Linked DNA regions of Sus scrofa: all the other regions are linked to region 5. Evidence: chromatin contacts called from public Hi-C and HiChIP or PLAC-seq data. All regions are on one chromosome and are shown on one strand. Each heading gives the region's core, a stretch centred on a gene start, on an enhancer-like site or on the middle of the called end of the contact. The rest is flanking DNA. Distances are from core to core; before and after follow the strand shown.

Region 1 (2,742 bases), core at 2-2,501, 150 kb after region 5:
CCTGAGACTTTCTCAAGAAACTTGTGGGTGCTCAACTTTCCAAATGGTTTCTAAGTTTAAGTTCAGAAATAACTTCTTACTGGGTGGTAAGCCTTGTCTACCCTTCCTTTTCATTCAGCACTGCTGTAGGAGAGAATTCCGCATGCAGGAGAGCTGAAGCCTGGGTAAAGTTTCCAGACCTTCCATTACCAGTGCTTCCAAAACTACTTTCTTAATATCTAATTTGCTCTCTACCGTTTACTTATTTATTTATTTTTTTAGGGCCGCTCCCACGGCATATGGAGGTTCCCAGGCTAGGGGTCGAATCGGAGCTGTAGCCGCCAGCCTACACCACAGCCACAGCAACATGGGATCTGAGCTGTATCTGTGACCTACACCACAGCTCATGGCAACGCCGGATCCTTAACCCACTGGGCAAGGCCAGAGATTGAACCCACATCCCCATGGATCCTAGTTGGGTTCGTTAACCGCTGAGCCACGATGGGAACTCCTGTCTAATGTTTTTTAAAAAAGTATTTCCCTGCGTATTGAGTCTTGTGGATGTGGAAAATAGATGATGCATTGAAAATTGTCTTTCTTAAAAATTTTCTTCTCTTTCTTTAAGTCCTAAGTCTGTCATATTTGCCATAGGTGAAATAATTCCAGGTCCCTCTAAATATCCTTAAATTTTCCATTTCATCATTTAAAAAGGATTTTTCCGTACCTCCTTATATTTCTCTCTTTGGCCACGTTTGCAGCATGCACAAATTCCTGGGCCGGGAGTTGAACCTGTGCCACAGCATCGACCCAGGTTGCAGCAGTGACAACAGCCAGATCCTTAACCCGCTGGCCACAAGGGAACTCTGCTATTATGTTTCTCTTAACAGTAGTCTCCAAATAGGCCTATGTACAATGTGTCCTTAAGAGGGTTTGGTAGGGCTCCAGTCAGAGAAAAAAAGACCTCCCTTTAGGCATAACATTCTCATTCATTTTAAAAGAAAACTTTCCCCAAATGGCAGGACTACAGTGTAGACAGACACATTCCACATCATTTTGGCGAGTTCACACTCTCTGGGACGTTGCCAGTTTCCACATAACTGATTTGTCCTCCCTCCCTAAATGCACAATACTGTACCTGTCCCTTTTGAACCTGTAACAGAGCTGGGCAGGAAGGCAGATGCAGACACACCTTTGATCTCTCATCCTCGGGGGTTCAGGGAGGGCAGACACCTGGCGGCCGCTGAGCCAAAACGAAACACAGGCGGGAATGGAATTACTTTTAAGGGAGCCGCAGCTCCACCAAAGGGGCAGAGCCCATGTTGGGCAGAGGATGCAACAGTCCCACTGCTGTGAAATCAGGCTGGCTGGGGGCTGGTTAGATTTCTTAGGCAGATGGGAAAGATCAGGCAGCTGTATTGAGAAAAAATTTCAAGTAACTCTTTTGCAAATAATATTGCAAAATGTTCAGCTGTGCACAAATGCCAAAAGGTAACTTTGAGGGCAATTCAGGAAGCTTTCAAAGAAAGGATTAAAATGAATTTTTTTTTTTTTTTCCTTTGCAAAACTCTGTTTTTATTAAAGACTTCACCTTTGCACCAGGATGCTGTAAAATACCATTTGGAGCATTTCCTGTGATTTTTGGTGAAACGGCATTGCCCCCTGGCGTTTGCGTGCTGTTTTACACCATCACGTAGAAAGCCCAAAGAATGCTATAGTCAAGCTGTGTGAGGATGCAGCTCCCAGTTTTATCTGCAGCCCGAGAATGTAGACATGGTTTGACAAGACATGGAATAGAACTTCGAAATTAGGATTCTTTTCTTCTCCACCCTTCTACAGAATCTTCTGCGATTTTCAAGTAGCTCTTAAAAGAAATTGATCCGTTTCTAATCTGCCAAGTTTTTCTATATAAATGGTCCTGTGAGTGGCTTCTGCACACTTAGGCATTTTTTCGAACCAACTCAACTATCTCCTGTGTTTTACAGCACTTCCTAGCTTTTCTTTTGCATGTTGTACACACCTGAACAGTCCTGTCTTTCTCTGCCTTCATGCTTCTCTCTCCGATGGAAACTTGGAAGCAAGAGTTATATCTGACTTATAACTGTATGTGCTCTGACTAGCATGATGACTGGCAGAGGGTACATGTACAACAAAAATTGATTGTTTGATTGATATTATAATGCTGTTCACAAAAGGATCAAATGCACTTCCTAATCAACAGCAGCGGAAAGCCAATATGGCAACAAAATTGGAGGCAGGAGAATGTGGTCCTTGGATGGGACTTCAGGGGTCTGTAAGCCCCCTGAAATCATGCAGGCATGATGTCCAGATGTGGGGGAAATGGTCGAATAACTAAAAATTAGAATATATCTACCTCTAACAATCTAGAAATACATAACATTATTCAAACTGCTGTTCTTCCCCAAATGAACCTCTACTCTAGAAAGATCATGAATTAAGTTCATTATCACTGATTCAATCACAAATGTCTTTGGGGCAGACGTTTCTAAGAGCAAGTGCAAAGCTTCTAAATGGTGTTATTGAAGATACTGTGGCACGTTGGCTGAGGCCATCATCACTGAGTGACAGACGAGAATCATGAAACATTGTGGTCTAGGATAGGTTATGAGTATTGATGGGCAGCTTACAAAGGAATTGAAACTGTGAATCAAGGGTCAGACCCACCCATGTATGATGTGTATGATATTAGTTATTCTGCGTTAGATATTGTCTTAGGGTAGAAGAAATGAGCAGATCTGAGGGATC
Region 2 (2,700 bases), core at 89-2,588, 140 kb before region 5:
ATCCCTAAAAATAAATATATCAGTGTTTCATCTCAAAATCAAAAGGTCTTAAAAATAAACACATTCTTTGAAATATAAACTATTGAAAATCTAGTCTGAATAGGCTCAGTAAGTATGTCATCTGGGAAATATGAGTGAGGATGAGAAGGTTTATCACATACTGAAATTTTGAGAAAAGTTTTCTTGGACAGAAAAATGGCAAAGATCACATACTGCACACAGCACACCCAATCTTTTAGGTGAACCTCTTAGAGCAGATGTTGTCATATGCACTTTTAGACACAATAACTAGAAGTGTCACTAGATGGCACTATAATCCTTGGTACTGTAGTAACTTCTTCATGAAGTTGAGTCAAAAATCATGAATAAAAATATGCAGAAAGCATCAGTCCCCAAAATGCTGTAACTTTGTCAGTATTGTTTCCTAAAGGGGAAGAATGGATGATAAAATCTATTACAGTGAAATTCATACTATTTTTGAACCCCAAAATGCAGGGAACAATCTCTAAGTCTTCTTTTTACAATGCTGCATTCATCCATTCATTCATTTACAATTATTGAGTGTTTTGATAGTGTCAGGAAAGTTCTCAGGCCAGGGATCGAACCAGCACCACAGCAGTGCTATTTTTGAGATGAAAAGACAAGCATAGAGGGAATTCTTGTTGTGGCACAGCTGAACCAATCCAACTAGTATCCATGAGGACATGGGTTCCATCCCTGGCCTTGCTCAGTGAATCAAGGATCCATCATTGCCTGAGCTGTGATGTAGGTCACAGACGTGGCTCCTGATCCCATGTTGCTGTCACTGCGGTATAGGCTGGCAACTGTAGCTCCGATTAGACCCCTAGCCTGGAAACTCCCATATGCCACGGGTGTTGCCCTGGGGGCAAGGGTGGAGGCACAGAGCCAGTGGATGTGTATGAAAACATTTTGTAAAATCACACTCTCTATATGAATGCTAGTACTACCTCAGGACTGTTGAGAACTATTTCTAGCAGTGGTTGCATTTACACAATAAACCAGTAAGTCACACAGCCTAAGCTAAGTAAGATCAGCCTAAACACAAATGACCATGAGACTGTTTTTAGCGCAGCTGTTGCCCGCCTTGTCTACCTCTTGGAAATACCATCAGAATCAAAATGAAGTAGACAGATCCGAGGTGTTTTGGCAGAGGATACCAGAAGTAGCCTGGCGGATGTTTGAGTGGGTGTGTTTCAGTACAAAAATGTGTTTCAGCGCATCCTGCGGGAAGCCATCCTAATCTTTTACCAGCCCCACTTCTCCCGCCGTTGGTTTTTGCTCCCGGTGCACAGTACTTCCTTTCAGCCGCTTGTTCTGAATGAGCACAATGACGATGCATTTTTCCTGCCAGACATTGCCAACCAGCACAGCAAAAGTAAATCTGAATGCTTGATTCACTTTTTGTAATCATCGGAGTATAAATTGACAGTGACTCACTTAGGAGGTTGTGCTTGTTGTACTTTGCTCAAGTTCCCCTTTTATGTGTGATCTTTTTATTCAGTGATTATTTCCGGAAGTGGATATTTGTCCGCGTGTTGCGGGTGATACAGAGATTCTGAATCCACTCTCCAGCCCTGGATGGTGCAAGTCGTAAAGGTTAGGTTTCTCCTGTCACCAGAATCCCAAGCATGGCTGTGTCCATCCGTGTCTGTGCCAGGGCTACCATGGCTGATGTCCCAGCAGCTCACTGAAGAGGTCACACATGGTTTCTGAGAAATGCCTGCTCTGACATGATACTCACTAGCATCTCAGCGCTACCATCGTTTGCCTTCCTGGCAGCCAGTCACATGGCTGAGAACACAAGTAAACACATGAAAAAGAAAAACCTCCATATTAAGAGTTATATGGAAAATATTCAAGATTTCCTGCTTATTTTAGAGGCAGTTAAAGAAATCCAGTGTGTTATCCATGTCAGGTCCCTACCCACTTATAAACAGTTGAGAGGAGGGTCCACTTGTTGAAAGGTGTCTTGAGAGAGAAGCTTCCACTTCTCAGACTGGAAGACTAAGGCCCTCATCTCCCAAGTCTCCCTGAGGTACCTCAGCCGGTGGGGCAGCAGCAGCCTCCCACTCCAGGCTCTTTCTAGCCTCCACTGGGTCCTTCTCACCTGGCTGATCAGACAGTAGCCTTGGCTGCTCTACCCAACTCAAGAGCTTTTTCCTTTGTCTTAAAATTGCCCTTGTGGAGTTCCCGGGTGGCTCAGTACGTTAAGGACCTGGCATTGTTACTGCTATGGCTCTGGTGCTGTGGTGTGGGTTCGATCCCTGGCCTAGGATGTTCCCCATGCCATGGGCATAGCCAAAAATTTTTTAAATAAAAAAATAGGAGTTCCCGTCGTGGCGCAGTGGTTAACGAATCCGACTAGGAACCATGAAGTTGCGGGTTCAGTCCCTGCCCTTGCTCAGTGGGTTGACGATCCGGCGTTGCCGTGAGCTGTGGTGTAGGTTGCAGACGCGGCTCGGATCCCGCGTTGCTGTGGCTCTGGCGTAGGCTGGTGGCTACAGCTCCGATTCGACACCTAGCCTGGGAACCTCCATATGCCGTGGGAGCGGCCCAAGAAATAGCAAAAAGACAAAAAATAAATAAATAAATAAATAAATAAAATAAAATAAAAACATAAAAATAAAATTGCCCTTGAATTCAGCTCCCTCTCTCTTCTCCCCACATAGTGTTTTTACA
Region 3 (2,700 bases), core at 58-2,557, 220 kb before region 5:
ACAAAATAAAATATTTAACTGTCTTGCCTCAACTCTGTTTTCCATTCTCTTTATTTCTGTTTTCCCCGAACATATTGAATAATACTTAATTTTCTAGGCACGTAGATGATGTATTACAAGTAAACAGGCTTTGGCTTTACATCAACAGAGCTGGTTGTCACAGCTCTGACCTCTGGAACGAAGGTACAACTACCTTCTCTTCATCAAGTACATGAGGATTATCCCCGACACATGACAGCTAGAGTGTGTTGGGAGGAAAGGTGGTTTGGTTGTCTCCTATTTCTTTAAGACCTTTTTTCTTCCTGAAAATAATTTGGGAATTTGGGAAGAAATACTAACTCCATGGTTGGAATTGTGACATGAATGATATTTTGTACAGGCATTAGAGGCTGAAAGCTGATAAAAACTCTTCACAGTAAATATTAACTTTGGGACCATTTTGTGGGGAATTTATGTTGCCTGTGAAATACTGCTTAGCCGTTTTCATAGGAGAAATACCACAGTGCACTCTTACATTTATCCACATGGCATTGTTGGAGCAAATTAGAAACTAGTGACTTCAGAGTTCATTTACTCCTTTTGATCTAATTTGTAATCAAGGAGCATTGTAGGCGTATGGAGGATAGAAAACACATGATTTCCTGTTACCTCACTCATCCCAGATTTCAACCAAACCACTGAACTGTAATTTGGAAGAAGCACTTGACTCACACTTACAGTTCCATCTGAGACAGCTATTATCTCCTTATGGTTCCAGGAACAGCAGCTTAATTTTAGAAGAAGCCGCTGAGCTGAGAGAAGAGCTGTGCCAGCACAAACCGGCACCCTGCTGCTCGTTTTCCTTCCCAGGAGCCCCACTTTCCTATTTCCCTGCACTTCTGACATCTCTTTGACAAAACTGCTGAGCTCAGAAGATAGAAACCACACACACCGTGGTGCTGCTAAGCACATGAAATATCAAGTGCATTCTTCTGCCCCAAGGTCACACTTACCAGTTTGCAGAGGAGTGGCAGTGGTGGAAATATTCCGACGTGACCGTGGAGCTGGATGAGAGAATGAATAACCCACGGAGGCTGAATCCAAGAAAAAGTTAAGAGCAGGGCTAAAGACAGGACCCTGGGGGCCAGTTCAAAAATAATGCATGTGGTCAGGCAGTAGAATGTCAGAGCCACACAGCCAGCCTTTTATGGCCAAGAAGGCAGATAAATATAGCAGCAAATGGGAAGGGTAGTCCTAAACTGAGAGGCAGAGGGAGGCACTGGCAGGTAGCTGCCTGGGTAATGTAATTACATTAATGCCAGTCAATGGGTCTGGCTTGATTAAACCAAATGTGAGATATTTATTTGGGTATAAGGGCTATTTTCAATATCATTTTATTACTGGTTATCTGAAAGTGTAATGGAAAGAGTGGTTTGTGTTGAGAGCTAAAAATAGATGTAGTAATCTGATTCCCAAAATGGACTTCATGGAATGTAAATGCCAAGATAATCGTTCTGGATGTGCTGTTCATAATGCATGTACATTTAAAAGACACAAGGTGAAAAAAGAACATGAGGCTAACTAGAGGCAAACAAGTAAGAAATGGGTTACAGGCGGTAGAAATTTTGGATCGAAGATTCGGGGGTCACCAGTTCTCTCATTTCAGGAAAATTTTACAAAGTAGGTCATAGCTTCAAGTTTGAGTATTTGATTCCCCAGTCATTAAAGCCTTTAGGAAGCAACATGTTTTATCTTTCCTAAAGCCAGAGTAGGGTCAGTCTATCTAACATCACTTCTCTTTCTTTGTTTTTTCCAACTATTTCACAAATTCAGAGGTGGTAAAACCTGGTGGTTAGAGCTTGCACTTCAGACTCAGACCAGACCTCAATTCCAGACCGTTGATGGCACTTAATAGCCATGTAACTTTAAGCAATTTATTTTTCTTTAAGCTTCATTTTCCTTCTCTATAAAATGGGGATAATAACGTCCAAATTATGGGACTGCTGTGGAAATCAACGTGATAACACAGAGAAAGCACTCACCTATCGACTGCCACATAATGAAGACCCAGTAAATGTCAACTGTTGTTCTGATAGTAGTAATTTAAAAGTTCAGATTATAGGTACTGAGCAGGTTATGTTCTGATACTAGAGCACCTAAATACAGATCACCTGTATTTATCCAAATACTGAACAGACCCACTATTAGGACCTACTTTCTAATCCCTTTCTTGATGACAATGACAGTTAACACTGTTGAGGACCTATCAAGTGCCAGACACTATGGTAGGCACTTTGTGTGATCCCATTTAATGGTCATAATGCCCTGTAAGGCAAGTAGCATTAGCTTCAGGCTACAGTTGAGGAAACTGAGGCTTCGAGAGGTAAAGTCATTTACCAAAGAGCACACAGCTAGTAAACGACATAAATGCAGTTCATTCAGAGATATGTGGATTCCAAAGCCCATGCTCTTTTTGTCATGTGTTGCCTTATCCTCCCTCCGATGATATTTTGTCTGTAAGAAACTAGATGCTTTCAAATGGTCTTTCAAGTGCAATATGGGTCTCCACTCATAACTGAGGGTCAGCTTTTGAACTACCCACTGTATATTAAAAAAGGTATTCCACTTAGTCCTGAGTGGAAATATTCCGATGTGACTGAGGAGCTGGATGAGAGAATGAATAACTCACGGAGGCTGAATCCAAGAAAAAGTTAAGAGGCA
Region 4 (2,879 bases), core at 100-2,599, 190 kb before region 5:
CCTGGCCCCCATTCAGTGGGTTAAGGGCCCTGCCTTGCCATGAGTTGTGGTGTAGCTCGGATGGCAGACGCATCTCGGATCTGGTGTGGCTGTGGCTGTGGTGTAGGCCAAGAGCTGCAGCTTCAATTTGACTCCTAGCCTGGGAACTTCCATCTGCTGCAGGTGCGGACCTAAAAAGACAAAAACAAAACAAAACAGAGGAAATGCTCCTGAGGTCTTTGAAGGTGTAGCTTAATCACATCCCGAGTGCATTACTCTGCAGCTTTTACCTTTCTTGTCAGCAGGGTGAGAGCGGCTTTCGAGGGGACCCCAAGCCTCAGAACTGCTCTGGCCTGGTGAGCCAGACCAGGCTCCCAAGCCCGGCTTTGGGGTGACCTGGAGTGTCATGGGCTCCAGCCCACTCCTTCGTCGCCGCACTTGCCAGACTGGACAGAGGAGGGCAGAATTGGGCGACGCAGTGTCTGAAGCTGTGTTGGGAAAGGAGAACTGAGAAACTATAGGCCAGACTTCTTACTCTTTTCACCAGGCACCCTGAGAGGCATGGGCGTGGTTAGGAAGCTCCACGCTGTGGGTCGCGGGTCTTCCCTCAGAGCCCGATGGAGACAGGTTCTCCCTGTTGTCGGGGACTCAAGAAGCTCCGGTGGGAAACAGAACCCCAAACTTTCTGAAGAGGGAATAAGTCTTCCGCCTGCCTTGGCCTGAGGAGATCCTTCTGGGGCAGAGATAGTGGCCGCTTCGCTGGGGGCCCCCGGGACTTCACAATGTTTGCTCCTGACGGAGGGGCGCGACCCTTTATAAAATAACATGGTACACAGAAATCAAATCTCTCGCCTAAAGGCCTCATCTTGAGGTACGCTAGCCGTGCTGGACCCTCAGGAGAACCAAAAACTCCCAGGTCAACCTGAGGCGAGCCCCAGGCGCAGGCGCAGGACTGCTCGGCGCCAGGGGCCGGGCACTCGGAGGCGGGGCGAAGGCCACTCACGTGAGCCGCGAAATATCTCCGCGATTTCCCTACAAGGACTTCGGCTGCCGAGCCCCGCCCCTAGCCGGGCTTTGGAATGTGCGGAGGGGCAAACCCACAGGAGAGACTCACCCATTTGCCAACAGAAAAGGGGGGAAAGAAAAGCTTACTTTGTAAAAGGGGGTATAAAAAAGACTAAAACTTAGTCATTAGTCCCAATGAACCATTTAACGTTTTTCTATGTGCTAGGCTGCCCAATTGATACTTTCTTGCAATGCAGTCGGTCAAAATTACGCCCTTGGAGCATACTGGCAACACCCCTGCCCCGTCGCCCTTCCGTTAACCCAGGCTCACAGTGTTAGCCCAGAATGGTGACTCGACTTCCTTCCGGTTCGCTAGGCGGAGGCCGGAAGTGTTGGATTGTAGCGGCTCTGGTATTGGAAGCGAGTTAGTAGCGGCAGCCGAGGCAGCGAGGGGGTACCCGAAGCAATCGGATTCTTGCGGCTGAGCAGGGTGAGTGGTGCTTGGGGCTCATTCTGGCCGCATACCCGTGGGGCGGCTGATGAGCAGCGGTGCTTCCGTGGTACCGGGAGCGCACCTGGGCAGATGTACCAGCCGCTTCGTGGGTTTCGAGCCCAAGGGCCAGCTCCAGTATCAAAAGCCGGGGGCCGGAAACGGCCCAGATGCCAATTTTGCCAGACTTGGAGGTCAGGAAATGTGGCTTAGCCTGCTGGCGCCGCGAGCTTGGGCGACAGCCGGCCTGGGAAACCCGAGCCCCGCGGATCTGACTCTGGGACTAAGTTTAGTTTCTAACGTAAACTTGCCGGATTCAAGAGTTTGCGCAAAAACTGTAGCCCATTGCCTCCCCCACCACCACTCCGGCGCACCTCCCCGCTGCAGCTGTTGTTGCAGCTGTGTGGCTACGTTTAGTTGGAATAACCACCTCAAATTAGCATCTTCCTCAGCTCAGTGTCCATTCTGTAATTAGAACTTTGTTTTAAGTGATATTTGGGCAAAGGGAGGTTTGGTGTTTAATTTGCGGCTTCAGAAAAATTCCATAATACACCACCACATTCCTTTTGGGTGGAGACTTGGGGTTATATCAGTTTCCCAAAGTGTTTCTTTTTATAGTAGTTGAATTGGTTTATCAAAGAGTATGTCAGTTCTTTACAGAACTTGGAGTAGAAATAAGCGTTCAGGTGAGATTTTAACTTCAGCGCACAAAGTTTTATATCTAAAGGTGAAGAAAGTGAGTATTTCTTAAAATTATTGCTGTTTGTTTCATGTTCTGGAAGGCATTCGATAAAACTTGACCAGAGAGCTTTTTATTTTCAAAAGTGAGGCTTTACTCTCAGTGAACCCCGACAAAGAATTGCCTTTGTCAAGTGCTGAGAACTTTTTGGGTGTGGCAGTCTAAGGGAACTGTTCCTACCTTTAACCGGAAGTTTGCAAAGGAATTGAAAACTTGGTTTAGTTGGAACGGAAGCACCACCCTGAAAATGTACTTTTAAAAAACTGTGGTTGGCACCAAAAAGTTATATATCTATTTAGCTTGGAAAAAGGTTTATTGTTTAAATGAGACAAATCAGTAGATTTGGTCTGGACTCGGAAAGCAGACACTGTGCTGTCGTACTAGGAGGTGTTTTCTGAAATGAGAGTTTTTCCTTAAAGAACATGTTTCCAGAATACTGGTCAATTTGAGTGTTCTGTAGTAGAAAAAGTCTTCAGCTCAGTTTACACTTATTACCACTATAAATGCTGGAATCTAGGATTCTAACTAGAGTAATATAGTGTAATGTTGATTAATTTGTAATGGGATTAATCCCATTTTACAAATGAAACCAGAGTATCTAGAAATTCTGAAAAAAATCTTCTGGTTGCCCTTGGTGTGAGGATCTTTATTTTCCATTTCTCCATC
Region 5 (2,871 bases), core at 370-2,869:
CCTCCTTCATCCCTCCTCCCCCTTCTTCCGTCCCCAGCGGACGTGAGCCACCAATCCCGGCCACAGCCAACCCTTCAAATGCGAGAAGCTAGCGGCCCGCTAACGGGCGGCCCCCTCCCGCCCTACATCTGTCTTGCGCTCCGGCGCAGCGGCTGATTCATCTCTAGCCAGGCCGGGAAGGAACTGCGCTCCAGCAAGTTGCAGGGGAGCCTCCGGGCTGGTGGTTTCCCCCAGGACCTTGTTTCTCCTTTTGCCATTTTAGATGTGTTCTCTTAGGTGCCGAGCAGTCGGCATACCACAGGAAAAAAACAAAACTGTAAGGTTGCTGCCTTCTTAAGAGTGACTTTTTTCCTTGTTTATTCATTTTAAGTCCTGTAATTGGAAAAACCACCCAGGCTTTGTAAACTCTGGCCTTAATTCACTCTCCGGTCGGGGGTGTCTTTTTTGGGGAGGGTGCGTGGGTGGGTGACTGGCTCTAATTTTCAGTGTAATCCTAAAACAGAGGCTCCAAAGTCTAGTTAGTCATCGTTTGGCTGCTTCATTCCTCCTTGGGCTGAACCTTATTTCCCCGGAGCTACTGCTGGGTTCTCCATCGAGGTTACAAAACAAAAACAGCACAGAGCAGAAACTGGAGACAGGCTTGGGCGCTGATGTCTTACTAGGTTTATTTATGTTTGGGGTTTTTTGTTGTTGTTGTTGTTGTTTTTAAGTGATGGGGAAGGTCTTAGTGTGGCATGTGACAGTTCATTTACTTCAAAACAACGGCACAGACACTCGCGAAAACTGCACCCAGAGGAGAGGGAGGGGAGGGGGCTTGCTTGCGTTTCTTGAAATCGTCCAGACAGCATCCGGTCTTTTTAAAGGGTTATTTCATCTAGGAACTCTTGTTGGAGTTCTCTCGACTCTCAACCAAAATAAGCCAACGGGAACACATGTTTACTTAATGGTTAGTTTCTGTTTGAAATGGGGGGTGGGGGCCCAGCAGGATTTAAGTCATAAAAAGTAGACTCTTTACCGAAACAGATGAGCAGCCCAGGGTGTGGTAGCCCCCTTCACATAGAGGCGGCAGCTGCCTGGGCCCGGAGTGTCCGGCCGAGTCTCAGCCGGGCAGGCGGAGCGTCCGGGCCGTCCCCAGGCAGAGACTTTTAAAGAGCATGTGAGCATGACAAGTGTCTGTCCGCAACGTGTTAGATTTCGAAACTGCCTTACAATCCAGTCCGGAACTCGCAGCTTTAGCCGGGAGGAACAGACTTTAGCCTGGGGTGTCTGTGTCTCATCCTCCCCCCTCGCCCCCCCTCCCCCGTAGCAGTTGGAGGAAGAGCCCCGGGAGGAGAAGGGTGCGCCGCGCCGCGCCCGCGTGTCAATGGCAGCCGCGCATTCTGGAAGAAGTTGGTTCTTGTCCCGAATACTTTTCCTACGGAGCTCCGCCCCTTGAATCAGCAGCCGCTGTCTTCTCCTGCGGCTAGAGCTGGGACCGTGGAGTTGAGGCAGCTGTCAAAAACGAAAGGAGCCTTTTCTTCCCCGGGGTGGAGGAGGGGACGGCCTTTTTCCCATCTGTTGCAATTTCGTAACCAAACCAAACCAAACCAAACGCACCCTCCCCAGCCCCGGGAAGAAAGGCCCACAGGAGAAACTCGCGGCGCTCGGCTGGTGTCGCCGCCGCTGCCGGGGCAGGCGGCGTGCGCGCAGCAGGGAGACCAGATCACGTTTCTGGGCTCCGCCACCCCCACGAGGGACGAGTGACAGCGGCCTGGGGGCGCGGAGTGAGGCGGCGCGGCTGCGGCGGCGCTCGGTGCCGTCCTCTCCGGCTGGAAGGTGCGGGGGAGGGGCGGAGGAGCGGCCGGGCGGGCGGGGGACGGGGCGGGCGGCTGGGGGCGGAGGCAGGACCTCCTGTACCTTCCCTCCTCGCCTCGCTCACTCTGACAGCGCTGAGGTGCGCCGAGCAGGAGCGGGGAACAAAGGAGCGGAGTGGGGAGGGGAGCGAGTTGGGCGAGGGAGAGACCCCGGCCGGCTGCCAGAAGATCCCGGCCGGAGGAAGCCCAAGTGTCACTTGAATTCCACCCAAGGAGCGGGCGCCTGGGATCGGAGCGCCTTGTTTAGCAATAACGGCTGGAGCGCGTCCTACAAGTTACGGGAGAGTCGGCCAGGAAGGAGGACAATCGCTTGGCCCCTCCACCCCCGCTCCTGGCCCCTCGAGACCCCAGCGCTGCCTCGCGCTGGAAGGGGAGCTCCAGAATGAAAAGCAAGAAAGGTGAGGCTCCACGGGCTGCGGGCGCGGGTCCCGGGGAAACGTGCTCGCGGGGCGGCCCTGGGCTTGGGGCGATAGTGACTTGGTGGACTTTTCCGCCCCAGTGGCTCGCCGGCCTCAGCGGCGACCGTCGTCTTTGTTGAGGCTGCGTCTGAAATGGCAGTTGCTCCTTTCCTTCTAGACACAACACGAGGGGCTGTTGTGGGGAGACGGGCCTCTCCACGCTGCTGGCACGTTGTCAAAAAACACGCGCACCGCCTTGTTTGTGCTCCTCCAAGTTTCATTGTCTCCGCCGATACCCCACACTCCGCAGAACCGCCGCGTGGCTTTTCGCTCTTTCTCGCGGGCAGGGGAGTGGGGTTCGGGTCGGGAGCACCTCCGCCCGGCTTTTCCAGGACAGGACCCGGGGTGGTCCGGACGTTGGAGCCGAGGCGCCTTTGTTTGAAAGTTGGGCTCCTGGGCCCCACTCACTCCCGGCCGGGCCCGCTCTACTCCAGGGATGGGGCGTTTTCACAATCGGAGGAATGCAACTCTGGACCCAAGATCGCTCCGAGGTGTCGGTACCTTTGGAAAACTAGACCTTTCAGGATTCCCAGACTCTTAAAAGTTTTCCCACGTTGAAT

Evidence for each region. A called contact is a pair of places that touch in the nucleus more often than the background predicts. HiChIP or PLAC-seq counts read pairs in DNA pulled down with a chosen protein or histone mark.
Region 1: a contact with region 5 is called in a Hi-C map of epiblast stem cells, with 2.1 times the contacts expected there. The contact joins the enhancer-like site here to the promoter of TGIF1 in region 5. A contact is called at or near these places in 7 of 47 Hi-C or Micro-C datasets (embryonic fibroblasts, epiblast stem cells, fibroblasts and 2 more) and 2 of 2 datasets of contacts at active chromatin or transcription factors (alveolar macrophages and skeletal muscle).
Region 2: a contact with region 5 is called in a Hi-C map of embryonic fibroblasts, with 2.8 times the contacts expected there. The contact joins the enhancer-like site here to the promoter of TGIF1 in region 5. A contact is called at or near these places in 2 of 5 promoter capture datasets (fetal liver and liver), 16 of 47 Hi-C or Micro-C datasets (alveolar macrophages, brain, embryonic fibroblasts and 11 more) and 2 of 2 datasets of contacts at active chromatin or transcription factors (alveolar macrophages and skeletal muscle).
Region 3: a contact with region 5 is called in an H3K27ac HiChIP or PLAC-seq map of skeletal muscle. The contact joins the promoter of MYOM1 here to the promoter of TGIF1 in region 5. A contact is called at or near these places in 2 of 47 Hi-C or Micro-C datasets (embryonic fibroblasts and skeletal muscle) and 1 of 2 datasets of contacts at active chromatin or transcription factors (skeletal muscle).
Region 4: a contact with region 5 is called in an H3K27ac HiChIP or PLAC-seq map of skeletal muscle. The contact joins the promoter of LOC733637 here to the promoter of TGIF1 in region 5. A contact is called at or near these places in 2 of 5 promoter capture datasets (fetal liver and liver), 4 of 47 Hi-C or Micro-C datasets (mesenteric adipose tissue, skeletal muscle and subcutaneous adipose tissue) and 2 of 2 datasets of contacts at active chromatin or transcription factors (alveolar macrophages and skeletal muscle).

What each region holds. Positions count from the first base shown.
Region 1 is chr6:103,078,875-103,081,616 of Sscrofa11.1, reverse strand. The region is part of intron 7 of DLGAP1 (disks large-associated protein 1); the gene reads right to left. Among named protein-coding and RNA genes, the nearest start is that of TGIF1, 150 kb to the left of the region's middle. Within about 2 kb of position 1,251, at least 8 of the 83 cell types and tissues checked have an H3K27ac peak or open chromatin away from gene starts, as enhancers often do. A contact at or near this core is called in epiblast stem cells, where this site is marked.
Region 2 is chr6:103,377,854-103,380,553 of Sscrofa11.1, reverse strand. No RefSeq gene overlaps it. Among named protein-coding and RNA genes, the nearest start is that of MRLC2, 30 kb to the left of the region's middle. Within about 2 kb of position 1,338, at least 14 of the 83 cell types and tissues checked have an H3K27ac peak or open chromatin away from gene starts, as enhancers often do. A contact at or near this core is called in alveolar macrophages, embryonic fibroblasts, retroperitoneal adipose tissue and 1 more, where this site is marked.
Region 3 is chr6:103,449,813-103,452,512 of Sscrofa11.1, reverse strand. MYOM1 (myomesin-1) reads right to left here and starts at 1,307. Exons shown (of 37, transcript XM_005665300.3): 1 at 993-1,307.
Region 4 is chr6:103,423,260-103,426,138 of Sscrofa11.1, reverse strand. LOC733637 (myosin regulatory light chain 2 protein) reads left to right here and starts at 1,349. Exons shown (of 4, transcript NM_001244251.2): 1 at 1,349-1,474.
Region 5 is chr6:103,233,204-103,236,074 of Sscrofa11.1, reverse strand. TGIF1 (TGFB induced factor homeobox 1) reads left to right here and starts at 1,619. Exons shown (of 4, transcript NM_001244289.1): 1 at 1,619-1,815; 2 at 2,067-2,251. The coding sequence starts at 2,236.